Linked DNA regions of Mus musculus: all the other regions are linked to region 2. Evidence: chromatin contacts called from public HiChIP or PLAC-seq and promoter capture Hi-C data. All regions are on one chromosome and are shown on one strand. The core of a region is the stretch at or near the end of the contact, and the rest is flanking DNA. Distances in the headings are between cores, read along the strand shown.

Region 1 (2,992 bases), core at 345-2,844, 1.4 Mb after region 2:
AGGGCAAAGCCCAGACTCTGTGCTTATTAAACAAAGCACGAGGCAGCTCAAACCCCTGGCTCCCTTTACTCGTTTACAATATACTTCCCTGCTGTTAGAAGCTCCAGGCAACCACACAGTCAGATCTCTGCCTTGTCTTGTTGTTGGGACAGGGTCTCACGCAGGCGAGACTGGCCTCAAAGTTGCTGTATACCATGAGAATGACCTTGAACACTGCGATCCTCGTGCCTGCCTGTCCTGCACAAGCACTGCACGTGTGCAAGCGCCAGCTTAGCTCCTCTTTTTGATGGAAGTCTCTGACTGATCAGATCTCAAATGTAGACATGAGCTCATTGTGTGTAGCCCCTAACTATCTGCCTTAGCTTGGATCTGCAATGCTCTCCAAAAACCCATGTTTTAAAGATTTAGCTCCCAGTCTGTCATACTGTTGGGATGATGGGACTGTTTTAAAAGTCAGAGGGCATGGAGGTGGAGAGAGTTAGAACCCTTGATGCTCTTGCAGGGGGGGGCGGGACTTCTATCCCCAGCACCACGTGGTGGTTCACAGCCATCCATAACTCCAGTTCCCGGGTATCCAACGCCCTCTTCTACCTTCTGCAGGCACCAGACGCAAACTCAGTATACATACATACAAACAGGCAGGCAAAACATACATAAATAAAATAAAGACAACTTTAAAAAAATAAGAAGTCTTGGGTCGTTGGGGTGCCTCTGAGTGAAAGAGTGGGACCACAGCCATCCCTTTTACTCGTCATTATTTCTTGACTAAGAGGGAGACGCTTTGATGATTGCCACTATGATATGCCACCAGAGGGCCAAAGCAACAGGACCTTGACCATGAGCCACACCTGGAATGTCGGGGGCCTGTGAAGCAAAAGATGGAGAATTCCGGGCTACTCTGGGCTACATATGAGGTAGCAGTGCTTAGTCTTTAAAAAAAAAAAAAAAAAAAAAACCTATAAAGCTATGAGTCCAATAAACCTTTTCTCTCCATAAGCTTATACACCCATCCAACCTTTTGATTTCCCAGAACTCAATTGTATTTCTTTTCCACCTTAGTCATGCCCAAGTCGCTTTTCTCTGGAACCTTCTGCCGCTCTCTAGTACAGGCCGCTCTTGAGACAGAGGGAAGTTGGCGGACGGGATTGCCATATCCAGTATTCATGGGCTCACCAGTTCACACAGTGAAAAGCAATCGGACCCAAAAGGTGCTTGTTAGAAAGGCTATCATTCAAAACCAACAGACCCCATAAGTCATTGAAATTCAAGAGGCAGCGCAAGGGAAAAACCTAAATCTCACTGGACCTCCTAGCGGTGTTCACGGGTTTGAATGTCCTGCCCACTCCTCCTCCTCCTGACTCAGGGCTCCCGAAAGTACTCGCCCCGCCCCGTCCTTGGGTCTCCTTTCCACCTCTGAGTCCCACCCTACTTCCCTGGGGGAAGCCCTTCATCTACCCTTGGAAGACTCCATGGAGGATGTGGCCCAGATCAACGCACCAACTGGCAGCGGAACTGCCAAATACCAGGATGCAAAGCGAAAGCAAGGGCGTCTACCACCGCCTGCAAGGCTCGGTCCAGGGTTGCCAGGACAACGCGCCACTTCCCGCGAGCTGGCGCGCTACTCTTGACGCACCTATCTTCCTGCACCCGGCGCTCCGGCCTGGGTTGAGGATGGAGGTCTCAGACCTCAGAGCTGCAGAACCTCAGGATTTTGTTTTAGTTTGCGGCTCTTTTCCAACAACTGTCATTGCTACTTCTGTCACCTCGGGTGGCCGTGTGCGGTGCACCCTCTACAGAGCTTGCAGATGTCGGTGTAGAATTGGCATCCTGATTAGACAGGATTCACCCACCACTTACCGCTCCTTTTTCTGGGCCAGGCGCCCTGCTGGATGCTGTCTTGCCTCAGCAGCCAGCTGCGTTTTTCAAAATAGAAAACTGACTTTGAACAAAGGCTCGTTCAAGGTCATCCAGAAAACAGATTCACTCCCAAGTTCCACCCTTACAAAGCTATCTTTCTCTCCATGGTATAGACTGAAATTTATCTTTCTAACCCTTTCCCTAATAAATCTCACATAGAAACGCCCCCCATCCCAAGCTTAGTCTCTAAATTTATATTGAGACCTGGTTTGGGGGCTGGGCAGTGGTGGCACACGCCTTTAATCCCAGCACTTGGGAGGCTGGCTGAGGCAGGCAGATTTCTGAGTTTGAGGCCAGCCTGGTCTACAGAGTGAGTTCCAGGACAGCCAGGGCTACACAGAGAAACCCTGTCTCAAAAAAAAAAAAAAAAACAAAAAAAGAAGGAGGAGGAGGAGGAGGAAAAGAGAGAGAGTAATTAATATAATTATTCATATTTACTTGTGTGCTGTATGCATGTGCGTGCACATGTATCAGGGACTCACTTGCCCATGCATTTGTATATGTCAGGTGTCTTCCTCCGTTGCTCTCTGCCTTACATTTTTGAAATAAGGTTCTTGCTGAACCCGGAGTTCACTGTTACAGCAAGGAGTCCCAGGGAACTACCTATCTCTGTCCCACCAGCTTATAGATGTGCCATATGGCTTTTAGTAGGTCCTGGGGTTTGAACTCAGGTCCTCGGCTTGTGCAGAAAGCACGTTACCCACTGAACCCTCTCCACAGAGTGGTTCTGTTGTTAGTAATTGCATTGATTGCAAAAGAAACAACAGAAGGAGTATAGAAATCTTGAAACTGAGCTAGCCAAATATTGCTTAGACGGAGTAGATCCTCTCCAGGCCACGCCCTAACTGAGGAGTCATCCAATAGGAGACGGCCACTGGGGTTATAAAAAAGAAGCCAGAGCTGGACAGTGGTGGCACACACTTTTAATCCCAGCACTCTGGAGGCAAAGGCAGGTGGGTCTCTGTGAGTTTAAGGCCAGCCTGATCTACAGAGCGAGTTCTAGGACAGCCAGAACTATACACAGAAACTGTCTCAGGAAGAAAGAAAATGAGAAGGTGGTAATGTCAGAATGGCC
Region 2 (2,995 bases), core at 6-2,505:
ATTCTCACCCCAACAAAACCCCAAAGGGAATTTAAAAAGGGGGGCAGGGGAGGGGAAAGGGCAGATATATCTGGACTAGCAGTAACTGGAAATCTGATATAGTCTCCAGTTTGGGGGTGGGGGTGGGGAAATATCCCTTGCCTCCTCTGGGTTAACTGTTTGCCTAAACGTCCATCAGCTCTCACTGAATCCTAGACCATCGAAGGCTTGGACTGGAAGAGGGTAAGGGAAAAGTCCCTGATCAGCCTTAGCATTCCCTCTGCTCTTTGAAGCAAAGAAATTCAAATGTGGCTTTAAAATAGCAATATCCTTTATTGCCCGTGTGGCACAGGTAACAGGTGGTTTACCCATAGATTTTTATTAAGTGCTTAACCTAAGGGAAGAAACCCAACTCCCTGAAAGTTTTCTAAGTCTCAATGATTCTACGATTCTAAATGGTTCTCCGCTGTTCTAGGCCACACATAGCATCTTCAACTCAGTTACATCTTACTGCACACAAAATGCCCCATGATGTACATCCAACAAACTTTCTTCCCAGGCACACCCAGTAAAACTGCCTTTAAACTTAGTTGAGGGGTAAGGCAGGGGAGAAGCACGAAAACTCAACAGTCCCCCTAAAACTGAGAAATCTCTGGGGAAACTGGAAGAAAGGGGAAACCCACACATCCGCGTGCTTCTCTCTGCAGCTGGCTCCTCTGGAGTCCCACCAAAGGTACAGGGGATTTTTTTTCCAGTCACTGGCTGGACAGCCATCCAGGCTCAGGGCTGGCTCCAGCATTGGGAAGGGTTGTTTGCGCAGCGCCTACCCAGCATCCGGCATCTCCCTCAGCCTGCTCTCTACATTTTAGATCAGGAATGCCAATTGACAGCACGAAAGCACTGACCCTGAAGCTGACACCCAGGCAGCCGTGGCCCCGCCCTTACGCCTTGACCCTGACCCTGACCCCGGCCATGACCCCCGCCCCTCACCTAACGCCACAGTTGACATCCACCTGCCGCCGTATGCTCCTCCTCCCCGCCTCCCTGGTCACCCCACGCGCGTCTCCACTAGCGGAACCGACCCGCGGGTGGAGAAGAAGGAACCAGAAGCTCTCACCGTCTCTACCCTCCGCCCTCGGCGAGCTGGGGAAGGGAGTGGCATTTCCCTCCGGGACTCACCCGCCTCCACCGCCACTTCGGTCTGGCGCGCGGAACTCAGCGCTAGCGGAACCCCGCGCTCCCGGCCACTATCTGGTCGGCGGACGCGGGCGGAGCGCGGCTCCGCGGAGCGCTTCCTGGGACGCCTGCGCAGTAGCGGACGCCCCCCCCCACCCCCCGCGCGCGGGCCCCCGCAGAGACTGGCGCTGCCCCGGGGCGCTCCGGAGGCTCCCAGTGCGCAGCTGCTGCGGGACGCCGCAGAGAGCGCCTGGGGCCGACCGCCGAGTGTGAGACGCGTACCCGGATTGGATGCCCGAGCCCGCGGTGAATGGGACTCCCTTACCCATTGGTTCATTTAACGGTACCACTCGGAGACAGGTAGAATGGAGCTGGACAGAGAGGTTTGCCTTTCCCACCCTCTCACCCGCCCTGGCTGCCCTTTTCTTATTACTCTGTTGTGGGTCCCTTGTTTTAGGCAGAAGACGAAGAAGTTCCTTTTGCCTTCACCTGCACAAGGAAAGACACTCTGAAACAACCAGTTCATTTTTTTTTTCTGGTCATGTTTCTGCCTTTTAAAATTCCCTTTCTGTTTTAAAATCATCCTCTGGTCATCTCACGCGCACATTCCTTCTATTTAGAATAAGGTGTTGTCTGTTTCTACAGTCCCAAATAAAAGTCTGTTGGGGTCCTCAAACTAAGTTTGTTCTAATTTTGCCACAGCCGTGGATGTGAAATTATGCTCGTGCCTTTAAAACTAGTATTAATAGCTGAATTATCCAACTTCAAACTTAATTAGCAGAATTGCCCGAGATATATTTCTTTAATATTTGTATTGCCCAGACATAGTTGACAAAGAGGTTAGTATTTTTTCTTTGTATCTCTAATGCCCAAAGGTGAACCTGACATGCATGGACTTACTCAATGATTTTTGGGTTTAACGAGGTATGTTAAGGTACTCCATGTTTAAATGCTTCCTCTGTTAAGATGCAAGTGCTCAGAAAATGTTTTCATTACAGTATCTACACACAAGATACTTAAGGGGATACAATTAATCGAGTTAAGGATATCAAAATCATATACTATACCCTGAAATCTAAAAGACTTAGCTGGAAACCCAGTAGCTGGATTTATTGGGTTCTGGGCATTAAACGTCAAAGGCTGAATTTGGTACCCTGCTCTGAGTTGAGAGTACAGCCATAATTCAGAGCCTGGGTGCAATCAAGGAGACAATTTTAATATGAGTGTAGTCAGTTCATTATTGATTCCAGTTTCAAGCCTCCAGCTATCCTGTACATTCACAAACTGGAGCGTCTTGGACCCACAGGTTGGCTTGGCCAGCACTGAGTAATGTTGGGCACTGAGTAAGGTTGTGCCTCAACCTGTTTGAGCTTTATCTCCTCATCTGCAGAGCAAGTCCTGGACCAACCTCTCAGGGTTCTTGTCCAATACGTTTTCTAAAGCAAATAAAGCACTCAGCCAGTCACCGGTCATCGTGTTAGCTGCCATTGTCACTGCGATACCGCCAATTGTTTTGAACAATAGGGTAAGATGGAGTTCTAGGGGAGTTTATGCAATGTACAGTTTAACAGGACTTAAATTTCTGCTTTTGGGAACCGAGATTCTGCATATCCTGATGCAAAAAAAAAAAAAAAAAAACAAAAACAAAAACAAAAAAAAACAAAAATAAAAAACAAAAAAACAGAATTGAGTGCTCTATGGGTGGCACATGTAATAAAGAGAGCATCAAGCTGATCACTAACAGAAAGAAACGCTTCCTTATCCGGTCTCCTCCACTTTAAGATAAAGCAGTCAAAGCCAAAGAGGCAAAATGGTCTCCCTTGGCACCAAACTCCTGTTA
Region 3 (2,937 bases), core at 250-2,749, 1.1 Mb before region 2:
TCTGCAAGGTGTCAGCTGACCCCTTTTCTTTAATATCTCACTTCCCACCCCCACCCCCTTTTAAACAGAAAGACCTTTGATTGTGGTGGCCAATAATTTGAAGTTTTGAAGAATTAATTGGCCCTATTATACATGAAGACATAGTAATCCCCCTTCACTTTTGGAAGCCTCGGAGAGAGTTTGAGAATTTCAAGTTGAAATATCACCCCCTTTCACAAAATTCTGTATTTAAGGATAGTATTTTTCAGAATTTAAAAAAATTTTTTACTGGAAACTTAATATTACAGCATTCCCCTTCAGGGTTTATGGTCAAGCTTTTTTAAATATATGTTTTATTTCTTTAACTGGCAGATGTTTGAAAGATGAGAGTAGGATTAATCCTCATATTAATTTTTAAATACATCTCATTCTTCCAAAGAATGCCGAGAAAAAGAACCAACTCTCCATGTAGTAACTGGCAAGGAAGGAAATAGGGCTCCTACCATGGCAACTCCCTGTCAGGGATGCTTAGTGTTGTTTCTGTCCAGGTTCCTCACTGCTGAGAACAAATAGCCAACAATACTGAGAGACGGGGAGGTTTCTTCTGGCTAACAGTTTCAGGGATACAGTTATTGCAGGAGAGGAGAGGAGAGGAGAGGAGAGGAGAGGAGAGGAGAGGAGAGGAGAGGAGAGGAGAGGAGAGGAGAGGAGAGGAGAGGAGGCAGCTGGTTAAACCGGGTCTGCAGTCAGGAAGCAGGGGAGCCACACATAAATGCCGAGACTACACTTGCTTTTTCCTTTTGCTCCACTGTGAGAACACAGCAGACCTCAAAACACAGCAGTTTGGGAACCAACACACACGTCTCTTTGTGTCTGGCAATTGATGTAAGCTCCATGGTTTTTGCTTTTTTTCTAGCTCCTTTAATTGATTGATTGATTGATTGATTGATTGATTGATTTCTGAGACTGGATTTTGCTCTGTAAGCCAGGCTTGTGTAGAACTCCAATTTTGGCTGGCCTGGAATTGGAGAAGTTCATATTCTCATTATACAGAGTGCTTAATGGCACCGTTATGCTCAGGTCATTCATTCATTCATTCATTCATTCATGCATGCATGCATGCATGCATGCATGAGATAGGAGTTTTCTGTGTAGCTCAGAATTTCCCTCCAACTTCAAATTCTCCTTCCTCAGCTTTCCTGGCAATGAAAATACAGGCCTGCGCCATTATGCGCAAGTTATATTGGCTGTTGTTAATATTTATGTTAGGAAAAGAAAATAGTCTCTGTTTTACATACAATCTACTTGGAATCATTTTTTTTTTTTAAAGTTAAGTCGGGGTGAGGGGTGTGTGCAGGTTAACAAGCAAACGCAATTCCTCCAGCTAACGCCAAGGGGCACCCTCTCCTTCCCCTCGGTTTCTGGAGCGCCTTGAGTTCTTTCCATCTGCACAAAGAGCCCGGCCTCCTCCCGGGTGACATCACAAAGGGTCGTTCTCCGCCCCTTCGGCGCCACCACGTGTGTCCCCGAGCTGAGTGGCCATCCGACTCAGTCCCTCGCCGGCCGGTCTAGGCAGCGGAGGAGGCGAGTGCTTGATAGTGGCTGGAAGCTTCGCTATGGGAAGTCGCTCTTTAGCACTGTCGCGGCTAGCCCTGCTCTCTGGTTCTCCGCAGCCGCTGTCGTTGGAGAGCACCGGGAGGCGCGGGTTGCGAGCGCGCCTGCTTCTCACCGCCCGGGCGCCAGCGCCCCTGGGCAGGTGCTGAGCGCCTTTCGGAGCCTCCCCTGCTGCCTCCCTCTTCCGCCTGGGTGCCTGGCTGCTGCAGTGCACATGGGCTGCTGGAGGTAGATGGGCTCACCGCCCGTGAGGCGGCGGTGGATGCGGCGCTGGGCAGAAACAGCCACCAATTCCAGCTGCCGTGGGGCCGAGCGCCCCGGGCGCCGCTGCGAGCCCCGAGCTCGGCCATGGGGACCCGGGCAAGCAGCATCACCGCCCTCGCCTCTTGCAGCCGCACCGCCGGCCAAGTCGGAGCCACGATGGTCGCCGGCTCTCTTCTCCTGGTGAGCGATAGGAGGGGACCCTAGGGTGGCGGCTACGTTCGAGCCTGTGTCCGGGAGCCGGGCGGGTCCTCGGGCCCGTAGTGCCGGAGGCGCGCGGTGGGACCAGACGGGTTGGAAGGGTTGGTTACAAGGCAATAGCCAGACCGAGGAGGACTCCTACTAGATCGTGTGTGTGTGTGTGTGTGTGTGTGTGTGTGTGTGTGTGTGTGTGGTGAGCTAAGGCTAGTGAGTGTTAAAGAATTATTTTTCTTGCAATCTGGCTGCTTGAAGGAGGCGCGAGAGGTGTCCGCCTCGAGGTCCTGCGCATTTTTGGGTTTTTGCCCCCGACTCGGCCTATCTCGCACCCCAACACCCAGCCTCACCCCAATATCATTCGCTGCCAGACCCTCGGCGCGGTGCGAGGCCCGAGTAGTCCTGTCAGTAGCCAGCTGCCGGTTGTGGCCGCTCCTTTGTCGCTACTGCAATGTCATGTCCGGATGCTACCGCAGTGGAGACAGCCGGATCGGTGCGCTCCGGACGCGAGCAACCGCTGCATGCTTCCGCGCGCGAAGCTTTCCGGAGTAGGGCGCAGGCCACCCCTTGCTTCAGCTTCCTTGCTTCTCTCCTCCCTCTTAGTTCAGATGGGTCCTGATTTCTGCAAGCCAAAAGAAGAAGAAGAAGAAGGAGCCCGGGTGGGTGGTGGGGGTGGGGTGGGAGGGGGAGGAGGAGAAGAAGGACCCAGAGACCCAGGCGCCTCTAAAGCACAGGCTTGGAGCCAACCGGCGCTGTGGCTCTCAGTCGAGGGGGAGGGGAAAGAGCTACATAAAGGACGATTAATTTTCCCCATCCTTTTCTTATTTCTCCCTTTCTGTGTTTAGACATGTCACCAAGCAAGATGATGCAGGCTCTCTCAGCACCCAA
Region 4 (2,700 bases), core at 99-2,598, 1.3 Mb after region 2:
TGAGGCTCTCAGAAGTAACTCAGCCGGAGCCACACAAAAGTGCTTGTGAAAACAAAGCTGTAGTAAATGAAAAATAGGTGCCACCAAACCACTAAACAACTAACTCTCAACGGGACGACCAACGAATGGGCCAGGAGGACTCTAAGAAGTGTTCTCAGCTAAGTTTGGAGCATGTTCAGAAAGATGCCAAAGCAATAAGGAGCTATCTCAAGAACGCACAAGACAGACGGAAAGGTGCTCATACATTCGGCGCACTCGATTAAATGCACGTTAACTTAATTTCTATTTTACTTCCTTCCTTCTGCTGTTCCGCTCACCGTGACATAATCTACAACATTTCTGGACGCAAACACCACCGTAGGTAAGTTTGTCCTAACTGGCTTCTATCCCGGCAAGGGTGGCGTGACTGGAAAGGTAAGAGAAAGGACCCAGGTCCTAAGATAAGCAGAGAGGTGCAGACGTAAACGGGCAGCCTGTCCGGCTGTAAAGAAGTCACGGAAAAAACAAAGTTGCAGCCACAACGGCTTCTAACAGAGCGAAGCGCTGTGCACGAGCTGAGATCGAAAGGAGCTGGAGAAACACCAGGCTCCGGGGGAGGTCCGGTCGGCGGCCACCGGGCTGCAGAAGACACCGAGGGGGCGCGTCCCTAACTGATCAAATAAGTGATCAAGGGCCTAGCAAATGCCAAGCGAGGAGCGCCGGGCGACAAGTCGCGACCTCGCCCCCGGGGTGAGCCAGGTGACCCGAGCCCGCACCCATGCACCGCGAGGGTCCCCGGGGTCCGCGCAGTCGCCGCCCCGCACCGCAGACCCCCGCGGGACAGCCACGGCTCCCGGAGCTTCCCCGCGCGTGCGCACACGCTACCAGAGCCGGCGGAGGGCTGCGGACGGCGGGAAAAGCTGCCTCACCTCCGTGTTCCTCCACACTCCCCCTTTGATCATAATCCGGGGCATCTTAGCGGCAGAGTGTCCCGGCAAGGGAGCCGAGGAGAGCTTCGAGAAAGTAGTAACGGCGCTCCGGGCACGGGACGCAAAAGGCCACTTCCTCCCAAGAGCGACCTTCTGCTTTGAAGAGCTCTGCGCAGGCGCGGCGTGGGCAGCCCCGGGAAATCTCGCGAGATCTTAGCGGCCGAAGGCAAAAGACGCGGGCGGCCAGGCTGCAACCTTAAGACTGATGGAGACTAATCAAACCGCAGGTGCCAAGGCGCCCGACGTGTCGCGCGCAGGTCCGAGACTAGGGTGAAGGAAAACAAAACTCTCGCGAGATGCCAGAGTTGGAACTTGACCGGGAACGCAGTGAAGGGATTGGTCCTGACGTCACGCGGAGGGCAGTGCCGGGGGTGGGGAATAAATGTGAGGGGTGTGGCGTTCCTCAGCACGCTTGGTCCCCAGGGAGCGCTGTTTGTTTGTTTGTTTGCTTGTTTGTTTGTCTGTTTGTTTAACGGAGCGCTGCGCTGGGCATCCCGGCGACCGACGAGGACTTCGCTGAGTCCTCGGGGAGATGCAAACGAGTCCGTTCTCTTTCTAGGAGCTCCAACTCGCAGCGCCAAGCGCCGAGGATGCCGGACGGACTCAAGATCCTAACTCTAACCTGAGGGACTGAGCGACTGCTCGCCCCAAAGTGTTCGCTCTCCTTCCTGGAAGAGCCACAAGGGGTTCGAGGCGACGCCCTAGGGACCCTTGGGAAGCGTCACGTCAGCCGCTTTCCCTCATCCCTCGCTGTTGGGTGTCTGTGGAACAAACTCGGTGAGTTGCGGGAGTCTCGCCCCTGGAATCCGGGGTCGTCCTCTGAAGAGTGGAACAAACAACTTGTTCATCAAATCAGAGGGCGGCTGCGAGTCCACAAAGTCTCGGTGAAGTGGAAATTGTCAGACTCTCTGCCATCTCCTCTCTCTTTTCCCACGCAGATTTCTCCACTATTCCAGAGCAATTAATTACTTGGTGTCACCCCAGGTCCCTAGGGAAAGATTTTATTCCGTGCATAGCGGCTCTGGTTTGTTGTCACTGTTCATGCTTCCGTTTGCCCCTTCTAGAAGACATGACGGATTTTCCGATTCGATTTTTGTTACGATTTTTTTCCTTGAAATAGGAAATTGTATCAAAATATCACTGCTTTCAGTTGAGAGGGAGGTAGTGTAGTGTTATGAAGAACACTTGGGTTTAGTGACCTACAATCTCATTTCACTCCTGTCATCTGACAGGATGACAGGTTAACAAGCCATTTTCTGCCTCTGGTACTCTTTGCAATGCTCTCTTGTAAAGATGTGTAACCATTACCTCCTGCCAACATCACTTAGTTGTATGGTTTTTATCCCACACACCCAGGTCACACACCATTTGGTTGACCAGATCAAAGCAAATCTGAACACTCCTCTCTGGGGATCTTAACGCTAGGATCCAAAAGAGGTCAGTGTTTCTGCTAGCTGATAAGCCTCTAACCTACCAATTGTGTGGCACCTAACAATTGTATTTTGAACTACATGGTCCCTGGATCTAGAACATTCCCAAGTCGTAACTACTTCCATATCCCCCTTTTGGATTTAGTCATTGAAGTTAGCTTTCCATTATTTGTAATCGAGAGGCCTAATAAATCCACAGTTGAACCAGTCCTCTTTCACATAGGCTATTCCAAAGGATCATGACAGTGACTTCTTCCACTCAACATTCTGTCATCTTTATGCTAACTTTAAAAAAGGTATCT

Evidence for each region. Promoter capture Hi-C pulls out the DNA fragments that hold promoters and counts their contacts. HiChIP or PLAC-seq counts read pairs in DNA pulled down with a chosen protein or histone mark.
Region 1: a promoter capture Hi-C map of embryonic stem cells shows a contact between it and region 2, with 3 times the contacts expected there. The contact joins the promoter of Spats1 here to the promoter of Enpp4 in region 2. A contact is called at or near these places in 3 of 39 promoter capture datasets (embryonic stem cells, hippocampal neurons and pre-B cells).
Region 3: a promoter capture Hi-C map of embryonic stem cells shows a contact between it and region 2, with 3 times the contacts expected there. The contact joins the promoter of Tnfrsf21 here to the promoter of Enpp4 in region 2. A contact is called at or near these places in 2 of 39 promoter capture datasets (embryonic stem cells and erythroid cells).
Region 4: a contact with region 2 is called in an H3K27ac HiChIP or PLAC-seq map of embryonic stem cells, with 7 times the contacts expected there. The contact joins the promoter of B230354K17Rik here to the promoter of Enpp4 in region 2. A contact is called at or near these places in 5 of 115 datasets of contacts at active chromatin or transcription factors (astrocytes, embryonic forebrain, embryonic stem cells and 2 more) and 2 of 9 other capture datasets (adipose tissue and liver).

Annotation. Positions count from the first base shown.
Region 1 is chr17:45,473,344-45,476,335 of GRCm38.p6, forward strand. It overlaps Spats1 (spermatogenesis associated, serine-rich 1), which reads right to left and starts at 1,595. Exons shown (of 8, transcript NM_027649.3): 1 at 1,456-1,595. The coding sequence starts at 1,471.
Region 2 is chr17:44,104,553-44,107,547 of GRCm38.p6, forward strand. Enpp4 (ectonucleotide pyrophosphatase/phosphodiesterase 4) reads right to left here and starts at 1,256. Exons shown (of 4, transcript NM_199016.2): 1 at 1,097-1,256. It overlaps Gm34917 (predicted gene, 34917), which reads left to right and starts at 1,232. Exons shown (of 4, transcript NR_167720.1): 1 at 1,232-1,515.
Region 3 is chr17:43,015,056-43,017,992 of GRCm38.p6, forward strand. Tnfrsf21 (tumor necrosis factor receptor superfamily, member 21) reads left to right here and starts at 1,500. Exons shown (of 6, transcript NM_178589.3): 1 at 1,500-2,037. The coding sequence starts at 1,942.
Region 4 is chr17:45,432,483-45,435,182 of GRCm38.p6, forward strand. It overlaps B230354K17Rik (RIKEN cDNA B230354K17 gene), which reads left to right and starts at 1,349. Exons shown (of 3, transcript NR_130961.1): 1 at 1,349-1,745. Cdc5l (cell division cycle 5-like (S. pombe)) reads right to left here and starts at 1,225. Exons shown (of 16, transcript NM_152810.2): 1 at 909-1,225. The coding sequence starts at 953.